Linked DNA regions of Xenopus laevis: region 2 is linked to region 1. Evidence: chromatin contacts called from public Hi-C data. All regions are on one chromosome and are shown on one strand. The core of a region is the stretch at or near the end of the contact, and the rest is flanking DNA. Distances in the headings are between cores, read along the strand shown. Region 1 overlaps nr2f6.L (nuclear receptor subfamily 2 group F member 6 L homeolog). Region 2 has its middle 14 kb from the start of babam1.L.

What was found. A called contact is a pair of places that touch in the nucleus more often than the background predicts.
Region 2: a Hi-C map of the XTC cell line shows a contact between it and region 1, with 1.8 times the contacts expected there. The contact joins two enhancer-like sites. A contact is called at or near these places in 2 of 4 Hi-C or Micro-C datasets (the XTC cell line and animal cap).

The regions. Positions count from the first base shown.
Region 1 is chr1L:121,428,846-121,435,764 of Xenopus_laevis_v10.1, forward strand. It overlaps nr2f6.L (nuclear receptor subfamily 2 group F member 6 L homeolog), which reads right to left. Exons shown (of 5, transcript NM_001086712.1): 4 at 2,585-3,112; 5 at 1,306-2,484. The coding sequence ends at 2,210. Among protein-coding and RNA genes, the nearest start is that of nr2f6.L, 20 kb to the right of the region's middle. Within about 2 kb of position 2,831, at least 1 of the 7 cell types and tissues checked has an H3K27ac peak or open chromatin away from gene starts, as enhancers often do.
Region 2 is chr1L:121,473,888-121,480,799 of Xenopus_laevis_v10.1, forward strand. No RefSeq gene overlaps it. Among protein-coding and RNA genes, the nearest start is that of babam1.L, 14 kb to the right of the region's middle. Within about 2 kb of position 3,369, at least 1 of the 7 cell types and tissues checked has an H3K27ac peak or open chromatin away from gene starts, as enhancers often do.

The DNA of each region.
Region 1 (6,919 bases), core at 1,581-4,080:
TGGCAAAAATGACAGGAAAATAATTTATATCAGTGTATTTTTGTTTTATTTCTACATCCTTCTTTGGCAGTTTTCCCTTCCACCTGTTTTTTGGCATTAGCAGAATATTTAGACATACAATTTTACAAGAGTAGAAACAAACAGAAAACAAAACAGCCTTCTATATATATATATATATATATATATATATGTATATGTATCGAGAGAGATAAGGGGGAGAACATTTGCTCAGCCATATTAAGAGAAATTTCTGCACAGAATAACTGGCTATTCATTAGTTTAAAAAGCACATATTCTTAGACAAGGCTCAATCATATAACAGTGTGTTACATGGCTAGTAGTGTGTTTTCATGTGTGCAAATGTAGAAGCTTGTCATTGTAGGTGTCTGTCCGGCAGTCTCATACCCCTCTTGAAATGCTCAGCAGAAATATGGGTTTGGGCAAGTAAGTCAATAAGAAGGGTTTGCTGTGGGCAGCACAGACCGGTAGAAGTGGCATGAACACAATAGAGACTGTCATGCGATGACTGACACAGACTTTGAACTAAAACAAAAAAAGTTGTGTAATTAATTGTTTTATGAACATTAGCTACACTAATGAATATCCAATTATTCCTACATAATCCCTAAATATGGATATACTTCTTAAACACATTTTTTGGGGGTCCGGCAATGAACTCCTGGCACTTTATAAGGTATCAAAGACATCAAAGCTTGTTTAGTTAATTTTTTTTTCACACAAAGTTGAAACTAAAGATATAAAGCTTCTTAAAAAAAATAGTTAACATATATAAAAGAGATTAACAGATTAGTGTATACACATAAAGTAATGCGTTTTAAGTACCATTATAGCTACAGCCATTTTAATCTTTTAAAGGGGCCTTAAAAACTCACCAATATTGTTCAAACCTCTGCAGAAATTGTGTCTAAAGGGTATGTCTTCATTTTAGCTCACTCTCCTTTTCTGACTGAAATCAGACAATAATAATAATAATAATATGACAGCACATACTCACAAATGATTTTAAGAATTATGGGCCATAAGCAATAATCAATGACCTGCAGAATGGTCATGTGAACTGTAGCAGAACATTTTTGTTAGGTGTTGATGCAAGGCCAGACAGACCTCTACCTTGGCCGTTAGAAAAAAGCTGACCCTGCACTCACCCCTGTAATGCACCATCTACTGCACAACAAGAACTGTTTCAATTCAACTTATATGGTTGATTTGCTCCCAAAGATTTAGTACTACACAATTATAAAAAAGGCTTCATATAAAGGAATTTGAGAGCCTATTTTTTTTTTCTTTGAAAAAGAAGACAACATTTTTTTTTTTTGACCACACTGAAAAAATGCAGGGTAATTAAGAACAGTGACTTACCTTGCACTAACAGGTATCAAAAAAGGTGTTAAGGAAACAATTTGGTTAGAGCTAGTAAAGGTAAAATATTTCAGAATAAACGATTTCAGAGTAAAGATAAAATCTATAAGTATTATTTCAGTGTTTCAAACCTTTAAAAGACCTGTACATCAGGGCAAATTAAAAAATGGATTGGGAAAGATTACAAGACAATCATGCCCCTGATAAACAGCTTCGCTTAGTCCTTCCAACACCAGAAGATTTCAAATTGACTTCTCTGACACTGTACTTAACAGAGTTCAGTGAACATAAAATGTGTTTAATATCCACATTTCTGCAACTCTCCATATAGTGAAATTCCTGTAAGCTGCATTTAAAAGAACAAAGCAGCTGTCTTCTGGGAAATTAGTGTTCACTGAAGAGGTAGACAAGGTGTGGACTAAGCTGTACTCTCTCAGAGGCGGACAAATGCTTACAGATGCATACAGAGTTCTTGTGGTGATCTGAAACTCTTGGTGCTTAAAGCATATTTTAGAACACCTTTAGAATATCTAGAATATCCTACAGTACTCAGAAAAGGGTTACAATGTATTTATACAGGTAAGGAGAAAATGGAGGCGGCATTCTGCCAGTACCAGTTTTTTAGCCCTGATGTAACCCAAACACATTATCAGCAGAGAGACAATTCATGGGTCTGTAGACAAGTTGTCTCCTCATGAAATTTGGAAGTGCCCTTGTGACTTGCAAAAGAGGTTGAGCCTGAACTCCAGAAAGAGGCAAAGGCCTGCCACTAAAAAGTGTCCAAGGTGAGACCCAAGTCAATATTATTGCACTTAAGCATCTAGTGATGCTATTGACCAGATGAGTATGGCCAATTAAAACTGCTACCAGAGAGAAGCATGTCCCTAATAAGTGTTTCTATAGGGGTCTTGCCAACAAGCCTCATGAAGAAGAGCTGAGATATGAGTGATGCAGGAACAGCTCGGAGTGCAGGCAGCCGTAAGAGGAGACGCCCAAAGCGCTGTGGCTGAGAGGGATACTGGGCTCGCACATACTCTGTGAGGGCTACCTGGGCTTTCTCTTGTAAGCTTTCCACGTGAGCTGGATCTGTAAGGCCACAGGCATCTAAAATTATGAAAAAATACATTTATTTTAGATATATAGATTTAAAAATATGATGGATAAAAATTTAGAGAGTTATTATGGGATCAAATCCTACTCTCACCTGAAGTGAAGAGTGCAATGGCTTTTAAGCAAGCATATTCAGCTGAGTCCACCTGCAGGCGGTTAAGCTTCTCAACCTGGTCCTGGAAGAGACGAATCTGATCCATAAATGAGACGACTCGGTCAGCAGACATTGGAGAAGAATGGAATCCAGCAGCAGCCAAAAGAGGAGCCATGTGAAGTGGAAGGGCAGACTGTGCAGCACTTAGTACGAACAGTTCACTCCAGCTCAGTCGAAGCAAGGAGACCTGATCAGCCACTGCTAGTTCTGGGAAGTAGGGGATGCTCCTTGACCACTCAACAGTGCTGAAGAGAAGCCTTGCTGCTAGTTCACAGATATTATCAATGCCCATCACACTACCCTGTTGGGTGTACTGGGACCCATAGCGGGAAGCAGGATATGGCTCAGCTCGCAGGAGCTGGGAGATTAGTTCAGAGACTGGCTGTCCATTGAAGTACTCGCCTGCTCCTGGAGCAGAAGTGGGACTGGCACTGGAATGTGCAGGTGGGATGCGACCTCGCTGGACAGCTGCGGAAAAAGGGATCTTAGTATTAGAATTTAGCACTGCTTTTTGTCAGAGAGCCTGTAGAAACCACATAAAACACTATGCAGCACAATTGATACAATGACATAAAGGCATGCAGAAAAGATGGGGGATTAAATAATCAGTTTTCAAATAATAACTATAGTTTAACTTGTATTCTTTTTTTTCTGTTGCCATTTTAACAGCTACCAGGTTGATAGGTATACTGATCCTTGCAACCAGGATGTGGTTTTATAAGACAGATTACAAGATAAGTTTAAGAAAATACACATATATTAATAATACAAATCTAGCATCTCAATCAGTCTGCTTATGGGTTGACAGGGAAAAGCTGAAGTTTTTTTATTGAGATATTTTTGGTGTCTACACTGGCAACTACTGTGATCAAACTGACTAGGAGGCAAAATATTCAAGTAAGCACAGCTCTTTGCATGTTCCTTTTATTTATGAAGCAGAGAAGGCAAATAAGTCCCCAGTAGTATTTTGTTTTGTGATAGAGGACAACACTGCCTGTGCTTGAATATACCCCCCCCCAAACCTTAAAGGCTGCTGCCATGTCCTGCATACATGTGGGTTAAGCATTACCCTTTAGAGTAATGGCATACAGTATGTTTTGCCACCCTCGCTAAATATCCTCTAGTGACAAAAACATAAAACAATACCTTTGTAAAGAGGTCATTGTGAATCGCGGGACTAAAACATTTTAACTCTGCAAAACTCAGAAGCCATTTTTTAACTATATAATGCAAATGTTTTAGCACTGGTGATTCACACTGATTTCTATTTAGGGTGAAGACACACATACCTACTAGTAGCAGCTACTTGTCACGGCTGCAAAATAGTACACAATAGTGATAATTGGCTTTGCTAACACACTACGTTAAGCAAAGGCAATTCTCAGTATTGTCAATGGCAGGGTATTTTGTGGCATTCTGCAGCTGCTACTAGTATCTCTTTGCGTATGTCTTCACCCTAAAAATTGGCCCATATCTGCTCAACTAGATCCACCACAGTTTAGCAAATTCTACTATTTTCAGGGACAAGTCAGAGAAAAACTATTTTCCACAGTCATGAAGTCCATCTGCTTCAATTTACCCTTATGTTGCAACATAGTAAAATTTAAAGACAAATAAATAAAGAATAAATAAAAATGCTTGTGCGCTATGCTTCTGGGTAACTCCATACTTTTACTTTGTGCATAGGATGAAAAAAGTGCACTCTGGCATATGAAACAATATCAGAGAGGAACTTAGCAAAGCCTGAGCGAAACTCAAAATGGGATTGACTAGAGGTTCTAACACAGAACGTACAACTTTACTCCCTTGAGCTGGCCATAGACGCAAAGATTTGATCGTACGAATCTACGTTTCGTACCATTTTCGGGTTGTGTGTGGAGTGTCCCGACATTTGTCGTGAGATGACAAAAAGTAGTTCAGTTGATTGGACAGGTTAGAAAATTTCGATAATATCTCTGCATGTATTGCTGATCTAACGATATCAGTAGGAGACTGTCACCAGCTTTGTCGGACATAACTTTTGTACGATTGCTGTCAGGGGCAGAACATTGTCTGATCTGTTCTTTTACTACTTTATTTGATCTGAATGGTTAGCTAATGAAGGTGAATTGTCCATTAAGCTGCAAGTCAGTTTCCCCAAGAGACCTGCTTATCCTGAATTGTAACAAATGTATCTAAGTGCACCTGCAACGTATTCTGGGCTCTCTGCCAAAAGCCAATTACGTTTTAGAAACTGTACATCTTTTTCTGGCTGTTCTGTGAAGGAGATCAAAGAGAAAGTCTGGACATTTCAGTAACAATCCAGGACTGCGGGTTGAGCTTGGGAAATTGGAGGACTGTCTTCTGAAAAATGGGACAGTTGGGAGGTATGCAGTTAAAGTTTAAAGTAGAGACTCTGTAGTATTGCCTTGTTTAGACTACGTGATACGTCTATTGTGCACTCATAGGTAGCTGAAGGTCGTGGGTATAGGGCTATTTTACGAAGTAAAGCGCTGGGGCAAAGTGCAAAGGGGACAGCATGTCCAAAATTAAGCACATCTCCTATAAACACAGGGCTGCAAGGGAGAGGCACATAGGCAGGTGAACAGTGTCACAGAGACTATAGCAGGTGTTACATTTAGGGCTAAACAATTCAATTAAAGGCGCATTTTCTGGCTCAATGGTAGGGTAGATATGCACCAGTAAAAAAGTAGAAGTAAAATCCACGTTTATTGAATCATTTAAAAAGATGTGAAAATTCAGAAATGGATGAGCGAGGCAGGGGGGTGCATGGCTCTACACATTTCGTGACTATAACGGTCACTTCGTCAGAAACCATTAAGGGCTACCTGAACAGCGCTGCACTCTGCACCTCAAGCTGGATTTTTAATTAAGCGTGAGATGCAGAGCACAGCAATTTCATGTACACAAGTCAAGTAAATTAGCATTTAGCATTAGTCAAGTAATTTACTCATTTACTTAAGCCAGTGATCCCCAACCAGTAGCTCGTGAGCAACATGTTGCTGCCCAACCCCTTGGATGTTGCTCCCAGTGGCTTCAAACAGGGGCTTATTTTTGAATTCCTGGCTTGGAGGCAAGTTTGATTGCATAAAAACCATGTGTACTGCCAAACAGAGTTTTCTGTAGGCTTCCAGTCCTTCGTTGGCATCCGGAACCATTTTCATTCTTATGTTGCTCCCCAACCCTTATTACATTTGAATGTGGCTCACAGGTGAAAAAGGTTGGGGATCCCTGCCTTAAGCACTTTCATCTGGGCTGAAGTAAATGAGCAATTCCTGTAAATGGTGAATGCAGTATGACCAAAGCATGACCTTGGGTACAAATATGCTTTTTGCAAAGGTTTTTTTTCTCATTTGATCTCAACATATGCAGCTACACATAACACTATGGGGCCTATATATCATGCCATGTAAATCAGTGGAGATAACCATTGCTGTTGATTGTGCCCAGATCGACCAGATCTTTGCTTGTGGAAAAGCATTTTCAGGAGACTAGCCTCCTCATATTTAAAGGCCTCTATACTTCAAAAATCTTAAGATATTCACGCCTTAAAAACAGAAACTGGACCCTCTATCCCGATCTACAATGTGTGGGTTCTAAGAAGGAATTATTCTGCCCAGGATTAAGCCAAATTTAGATGGTGTTCACTCAATCATCAAAAGCAAAGTAATAGCTGAAAAACATCAATGGCAGATTCTACATTTTTCCTGTATCTCGACATATGCCAGTTTGTTGCTGTGTGTACATTTATTTTTGCCACTGTGTATATTTATTTTATTGTATATTTATTGTATTATTATATGTTAAAAATGTAAAGGGCAGCTTCTACAATAGTACCATATAAATAAATACATACATATGTATTTCTTAACGGACCCTAATATCTTAGCTAACAATGTATTTTTTGGCCCATCTATTTTATATAGTTTTTGCATGCTTTTACATCCATTAACATTTAAATGGGCTTTTTTTTTTGTTTGAGGACTTAAAGATGCACGGTTGATCGCCAGTTCCAGAGTGGTGACTTTTCATCTTTGTTTCCTAGGAAACCCTCCTGATTGCTGTGAAAACTCTGGTCTAGCAGCCTTAATTTGCCCCATTTTAAATGTATTCATGAGATTCAACACATGTCATAAATAACCCTATAAATAAAACGTTGAGGCAAATTTGGATTGACCAACCCCCCCACCCAAACACATTTATTTATATAAAACATATGCAGACCCTCCATCTTGCCCTTTCTCCTCAAATGTTTTACTACCATGGCAGCTTTGA
Region 2 (6,912 bases), core at 2,119-4,618, 46 kb after region 1:
CTAGCAATGCCTAACGGGTGGTCGGATCGCGGGACCGCATCAACGAATAGATGTGGCCGCGATCCAACGGGATTTTTTGTCCCATCCGATCGAGATCAATCTCGATCGGTGAAGCCCGTCGGGGGGCCCCATACACGGGCCAATAAGCTGCCGACGCGGTCTGTCGGCAGCTTTTATCTGCCCATGTATGGCCACCTTAAGGCACAAATTGGGGGGGGCACCAGGCATATACCTTTCCTCTTTCAACCAACAATTCTTGGCCTTCATCCGCATGATTGTAAATCTAAAAAAAAGAAAATACAAGGACCTACCATCTCAGCTAGCTAGACACTGTCCAGCTTCCATAAAACCAATGGTTAGCTGTGTACTAAGTAGTTAAGAATGGGAACTCACCTAAGAGCCAACCAATTGGATTACAAGAGAAGCAGATAGGATGGGCAACCCCTACATGTTTTGTCCCTAATGCAATAGCCTGCAACCTAGCATACCCTAGGGTTGCCACCTTTTCTGGAAAAAAATACAGACCTTCCTATATATTTATCTTTTTTCCCTATTAATAACATTGGGATCAACCATCATTTTTACCGGCCAGGCCGGTAAAATACCGGCCAGGTGGCAACCCTAAACCCTTCTGTTCTTAGGGTTTTCCCATTTAAGAAAATGGGAAGTAGCAAGGTGTGTTTTATATACTTTTAATACATTGTGTGTTTTTCTCAGCGTTGTGCCATTGGCCAGTTTGTGCAAAGGTAGCTACTGTCACCATGACAAAGACTATTTCAGACAACTGGGAACAAAAGCACAGAATGACCTTTGGGTTAAGATCAGGAGTGAGAGGATTAGAGAGTAATAAAATTAAATCAGGGATACCATCCAAAGTTTTCCATGAATCAGTCACAACCATTCAATGCCTCGTGTGACTTGTATGTCATATGAGTATTGGCATGGCAGTCAGCGAATTGTGCCTCGCTTTCTAGTGACAGCAATAAAAATAGGGGTTAAGAAACAGGCGCACCTTTATTATAGGCAGACCCTCCCACAATGTGCATAAAGCCCTCGCTGCCCTCCTTCCTCAGAGCTCTAACCTCTGCCCTCTTTAGCTCTACCCCTCCCCTCCCTGGTATTAACCTGTGACCTCACTCTCTGTTTGGAAGGCGGGACGGGGGAATGAAAATGGGGACATGAGGATTCTGGGAATATTTTGGTGGCAATTATAACATCTGCCACTCTCTTACCAGCCTGGGAAAGTCCTTACCCTGCAGTCACCTTTGTGTTGATAGGCGTTAACCCCTTCACCTCAGTGACAACCTAAGATATTTAAATCATCACGTTCACTTCATGGGTTTTTCCCCATCAATCACCACATAAATTTGTCCTGCCCTCTCCAACATAATTTAATATTTTTCCTCCAGCATTCTTTCCTTTATTGGCATGCACTCAGTAGTAGTTTTAAAGCAAATTAAAGCTGAATCAGTGGAGTGACCTTCAGCGTTATTTTTAAGGACATTCTTCTGTTAGCAGGATTCTCTCCTACAGGCCACAGCTGAACTCTATCTTACGGACTGTTCCAGCACTCCATGTAATTACCAGCACACAGATACATTTCAGCTTGTTATATCTCCTGTCCAATAAGGGTTCCAGGAATAAAATATACCTCCCTATTTACATTTTGCCTATGTTATTTACAGCACAGAAAAGAAACTAAAATAGGGATATGGCATCAAAGGTCATTTTAACCAGGAAACAGCCATACTTCTTGTTGCTAGGAGGCTTGATTCAGCTGGAAATCAGCATTTTCTGAGCCTGTTCTTATATTAGCAAATAATTGTCTGTATATAGTCATAAACAAGACCTGATTTTAGCTTATACAGACTATAATTACTTCACCTATGCACACAAATAGACATTATTGTGTTCTCCCAGCAGAAACATAATTACATTAAAATTTGCTTTGCAATATCTGAACCAGAAATTCTGCATTAATGCCACCCAAGCAATTATGGGAGCAGGATAAAAAAAATAGGCTTATTATTTTGTTTCTTGGGAGACTCTAAGCTATAGTATGTAGTCAGTGTGGCATGTCCAATAAAAATAATGAAACCTATTTTTAGCCTGTCTCTACACATCTGTTATTTAGCATATGTCTGGGCCTATTTGTGGGTGCAATTTATTATGACTATCCTTTATTTCTGTACTGCCAAATGTTACACAGAACTTTTACTTAAGCTGTCACACTCTCACACACATATTTGTTAGGTTTCAATTAATTCAGGAATTCAGAATTTGTGCGATTCGCCGCCAGCAAATAAATTTGCGAAACGCCCTCGAAAATTCACCTGCGTCAAAAAAACAGGAGCCGGCGTCAAAAACGAGACGCCGGCACCGTTTTGCGAATTTTTCGCCCATCACTATTGACCACCTTTGTGCTGGGCTAAATTAAGCTGATCCAAATGTAAGCCCAAGGAAAACCATCAGATGAGGACCGCAACAACATATCAATGTACTCCTCAACTTTTGGGATCTTCACACCTGGCCAAATGATATTTAGCCATTTTTTTGCCAGCTATCAGTCGGGAAACCCATCAATGGGCCCATACATGGGCAGATAAGCTGCCTCTTGGTCTGAAGGAAATTAAAAAAATAGAGAGAGAAGGCGCACACCCTTTTAAATTAAATTACGGGGTGCTAATCCATAGGTGACTCCCCATGAGGGTCTCCATGTAATATATAACTGCTGCAAAGAATGGATAGCACACCCGATTTGAAAAAGCCAAAATTAATTTATTACAAAAAAGAAAAAATATCTAACAGAAAAAAATACACAAAACAAAATCATAATGAGCCCAACGCGTTTCGACCTTAAGGGTCTTCATCAGGGGCACAAAAATAAAGAGATAATCAAAAAGGCAGAACGAGCCTTACTGTCTGTATCATTTTATAGTCCATGCTGAGTTCATGCGATAAGAATCCGGCGTCTGACGTCACTTCCGCCCCTCTGTTCTTAGGGGGTAAGGCAGCGTCACCTAGTATCCTGGTGGAACGCAAATGCGTTCCAATATAGCGTGCGTCCTGCATCTAACATTTTCCTGGATGCATATCAATCTGTCCCAAATACGGATCACGCCCTTGACGTCACTTCCGGTTGTCTAGACTTACAGGAATAGCCCAGCGTCCCTTGAAAATCCAGTTGGAACGCACACTCCACCATAGCGCCAGAGCCTCACAAATTCAAGCAGAATTATACATAATAAGTCATGCTGTCCACTGAAGGGGCTGAATCAGCAGCTTCAATATGTCACCAATATATGGCCACCAACGTCAGAATGGGTGGTCTGGGGCCCACAGGGTCTGCCATCTCAGGGACCCAAAGTTGTTGAGGTCCTCCATATGCCAGCAACACAATCATACCTGTGCCCCCTATCCCTGCACATACCTTGAATTTTTCAATTGCTGCCACATTAAGGGGAGACCAGGAGGGAGCGCCTTTACTTGCAGATGAGGAGCAAGACTGGGTGGGTGTGGACCACAAGGACCCAGTCCAACCCTGATGGCCACCTTTAGGAATCTGGATTTGTCTGATTGTAGAAACCTCACCTCCAGAGAAAAAAACTATCTTAAGCTGCTGAGAAGTGACAATGTAGCACCCTGTGACCCCACAACATGAACAGGATGGAGGTCTACAAACTGGACCTAAGTTCCAGGGGGCTACCTAAATTTGCATTGGAGTGACTAGAAAGATAAAGTTCTGATAATGTAGATTGCATCCCAAACAGTCTGGAATTGTATTAACCCTCATACACAAATCTATCTTTCATGCCTGGTCAGTTAAAATATGGGATCACATACAAAAAAAGATATCACTACTTATAACGGCACTCAGGAATGACATGGAAAGATATCTACTGAAGTTAATGAAATTCTGAGAGTGAAAGTGGGTGCATTTTCACTTGCACTATTAAACCAAAATGAGTGCTTGGATTGAGGCTTGACATAATGTACCATATGGGGCTCCTACACTCAAATGGCCACACCTCAGACCTGCCCAACCCATTTTGCTGAAACACTGTCCTTATTGCAGTCATCCGAGCCGTTGACAGAACTTCTGTTTGTCTCCTGTCTGACGGCAGCCCTCCTTAGATCTGAAGAATGTGCAACGGTGTTGCTGCTTTTCTTTCCTCGTCTGGTGATGCACAATGCATTTATCAAGGCTCATCAGGAAATTAAATATTCAGCTTGGACAAAAAAGTCTGTTGAAATTCTCCCCAAATTGACATACATGTGCAGACAATCAAACAGTATGGTCAAAGTCGACCAACTACCCTACCAAATCCAGGTATGTATGCCCAGCTTTAGGGGCATAGGACTGAACCTGAAATAAAGATTAGGACTGAACCTGAAATAAAATAAAATCAACATTTTATGACACCCCCTTTTATTTGAACCAGCCAACTAAAGGGCTAACTACAAACCTTCAGAAATATAAATTTTGATCTTGCTGCACTACTATTAGAAAGCAAAGATTTAAATACAAGTGCTTACACATACATAATTTATCTTATCTTAGACAGCAGCAATTAGATATTTCTATTTAGGGCCAGATTTAAAGATGGAGCGCCCTAGGTCACTGGCACCCCCTTACACGCCCCCCCCCCTTCCGCTCACATTTCCCTCACCTACTATCTGTTGCTCCCCTAGGGCTGTTCCCCCGAATTACTGGCACTGGGGACTGGGAGATTCAAACAATTGTCAAAATCTTCCAATTACCAACATGCTGTAAATAATTTTGCAAACTGGAGATGTAAAATGTACTGTGCTGGCATGCTGGTATTTGTGTACTGGTGCTGTAGCTTTTACAATCCCTGGCACTTTCATAGTTAAAAATCTGTCCAAACTAGGATTGTGTATGTGCATACAAAACCTTGTTCGTATTCAAATTAAGCCTCTGTGCCAATTCTGGGAGACTAGTAACAACAAAGCAGCAATATAATAAAGTATTTGTCACTAATGTCACAGTAGCTATGTTCCTATTATATGTTAACAAACAGTTGGTATCAAACAAGAGAACGGATTATATTTTGTATATTAACTATTTATGACAATAGGCTGTGCAATTTACTAATGATCTGAGTAATTCTTTCACAGTTTTTTGTGAGATTTTCCAATAAGTAATTTTTGATATTAGATTTTACAAAGATTTTCAAACGACCCATCTTCTAAATTAATTCCTGCCCCAGTGATGCTCACAATCTAAGCAAAATCAGGCCTATGAGTTTGTAGGGGCCTTTGGTACAGCTCTCAGTGTCACTAGACCACTGACTGTAGTACTCTCTGTACCCCCCTGATGGCAGGACTGGTAGTGGCTATTACATCAGTGTTTGGTTTGTAGTTGTCAGCAAAAGGGGAACTTTATCCTTGGAAATCTAATGTAACATGACTGAAAATAATACAGCATGATTTAAGCTTGCTTAAAATGTAAGTGAAATAAGCTATGGAGTAGTTATTAATGTTTTAATTTTCTCCTGAAAAGCATTTAGTTGTTGTGAATGGCTTTTACAGCATATTCTTGGAATCTGTAGGATGTCCTGTTTAATTCAGCCATTCCAACCTGAAATAACTGCAGCACAGGGTGCTGTTTAAAGGAGGCTTTAACTTTACTGTAATTCAAGAATGCCCCATTTAACTAACATAGATAACCCTCCAATTGATTTGATATCAGTTAGAAACCCACCATTGTTACAGTCTGCCATGTCAATCTGCAATCACATTGATCACTTTAGAGCCCTCTGTTAGCTAGAAAACTTTTTATAGTACCCTACCCTGATGACTAGCAGTCAGAAAGCCAGTCAACATTACACACGCATTCAGCACTGTGTGAAACTTTCATGAATTCCCCTGCAGAAGGTCATTTTATTTTAAAGTTTACCAACATTGTTCTCTAAATTCTGTGACACAATAATAGAATGGTATCTGGCAGGCACAACTCCTTCCTGGCAATGCACTTGGCAGGACAAATATCTCAGTGAACTTTCAGCTGTTCTGATCTCACATCAGCTGGCACATCCACCTCCAGATAAATCTGTGCTGTTCAATAGAACATACAAAGGGTCCACACTAGCTGTCATACGTCACCCATGTGTCCAGCTGAGCCCCACCCTGCCCCTGTGACAGGTCTGTGACCTTGGTCAGCTGCTCAGTGACCCAAGGGGTTTAACACTTGACCTCAGAGAGGCCAACCCAGCAGATATTGTTTGGGAATAGTTAAATTAAAGAGGGTAGCTGGAAATGTATGTATCTCATTAAATCTCTAGCCTAATGCTTAATGATACATAAGTGCTTAGAGGAACATAGCTAAGCCTATACATCTTGGATGCCAAGCTATATATATAAAATATATAAGGGGCCCAGCTTTGCACCATGATATATAAGAATCAGTTCCATTTAGTAACATATCGAGCAATATTACAAGTAATGTTTTAAACTGAATGCCTGATATTTCAATGTCCCTGAAAGTGCCTGAGCTGAAAGTGTGTAGGGTTAGCATCAGATCTATGTTGTTTAATGTAAATATTATGTGCTCAGACAGTTTTCTACTGATATACAGCTAAAGGCTGCCAAGGCTAGCAAACGAGAATGTGTGCCCCTTTTAGCCGCCTACTCATTGGGACTGATATTGAGATCGATAGATGACTACATCAACATGCCAGTGTTTCCATACATGTTTACGCAGTGATTTACAGAGATCATGTATCATTTATATTAGTTCCTGCCCCAGTGGAGCTTGCACCCTATAACACACACTAAGGTCAGAAGCCAATTAGCCTGCCTGTGTGTTTTGGAGTGTGGGAGGAAACTTGAGTATCTGAAGGAAACCCAAGCAAACATGGAGATAACATAAATTCTCTCTTCCTGGTACCC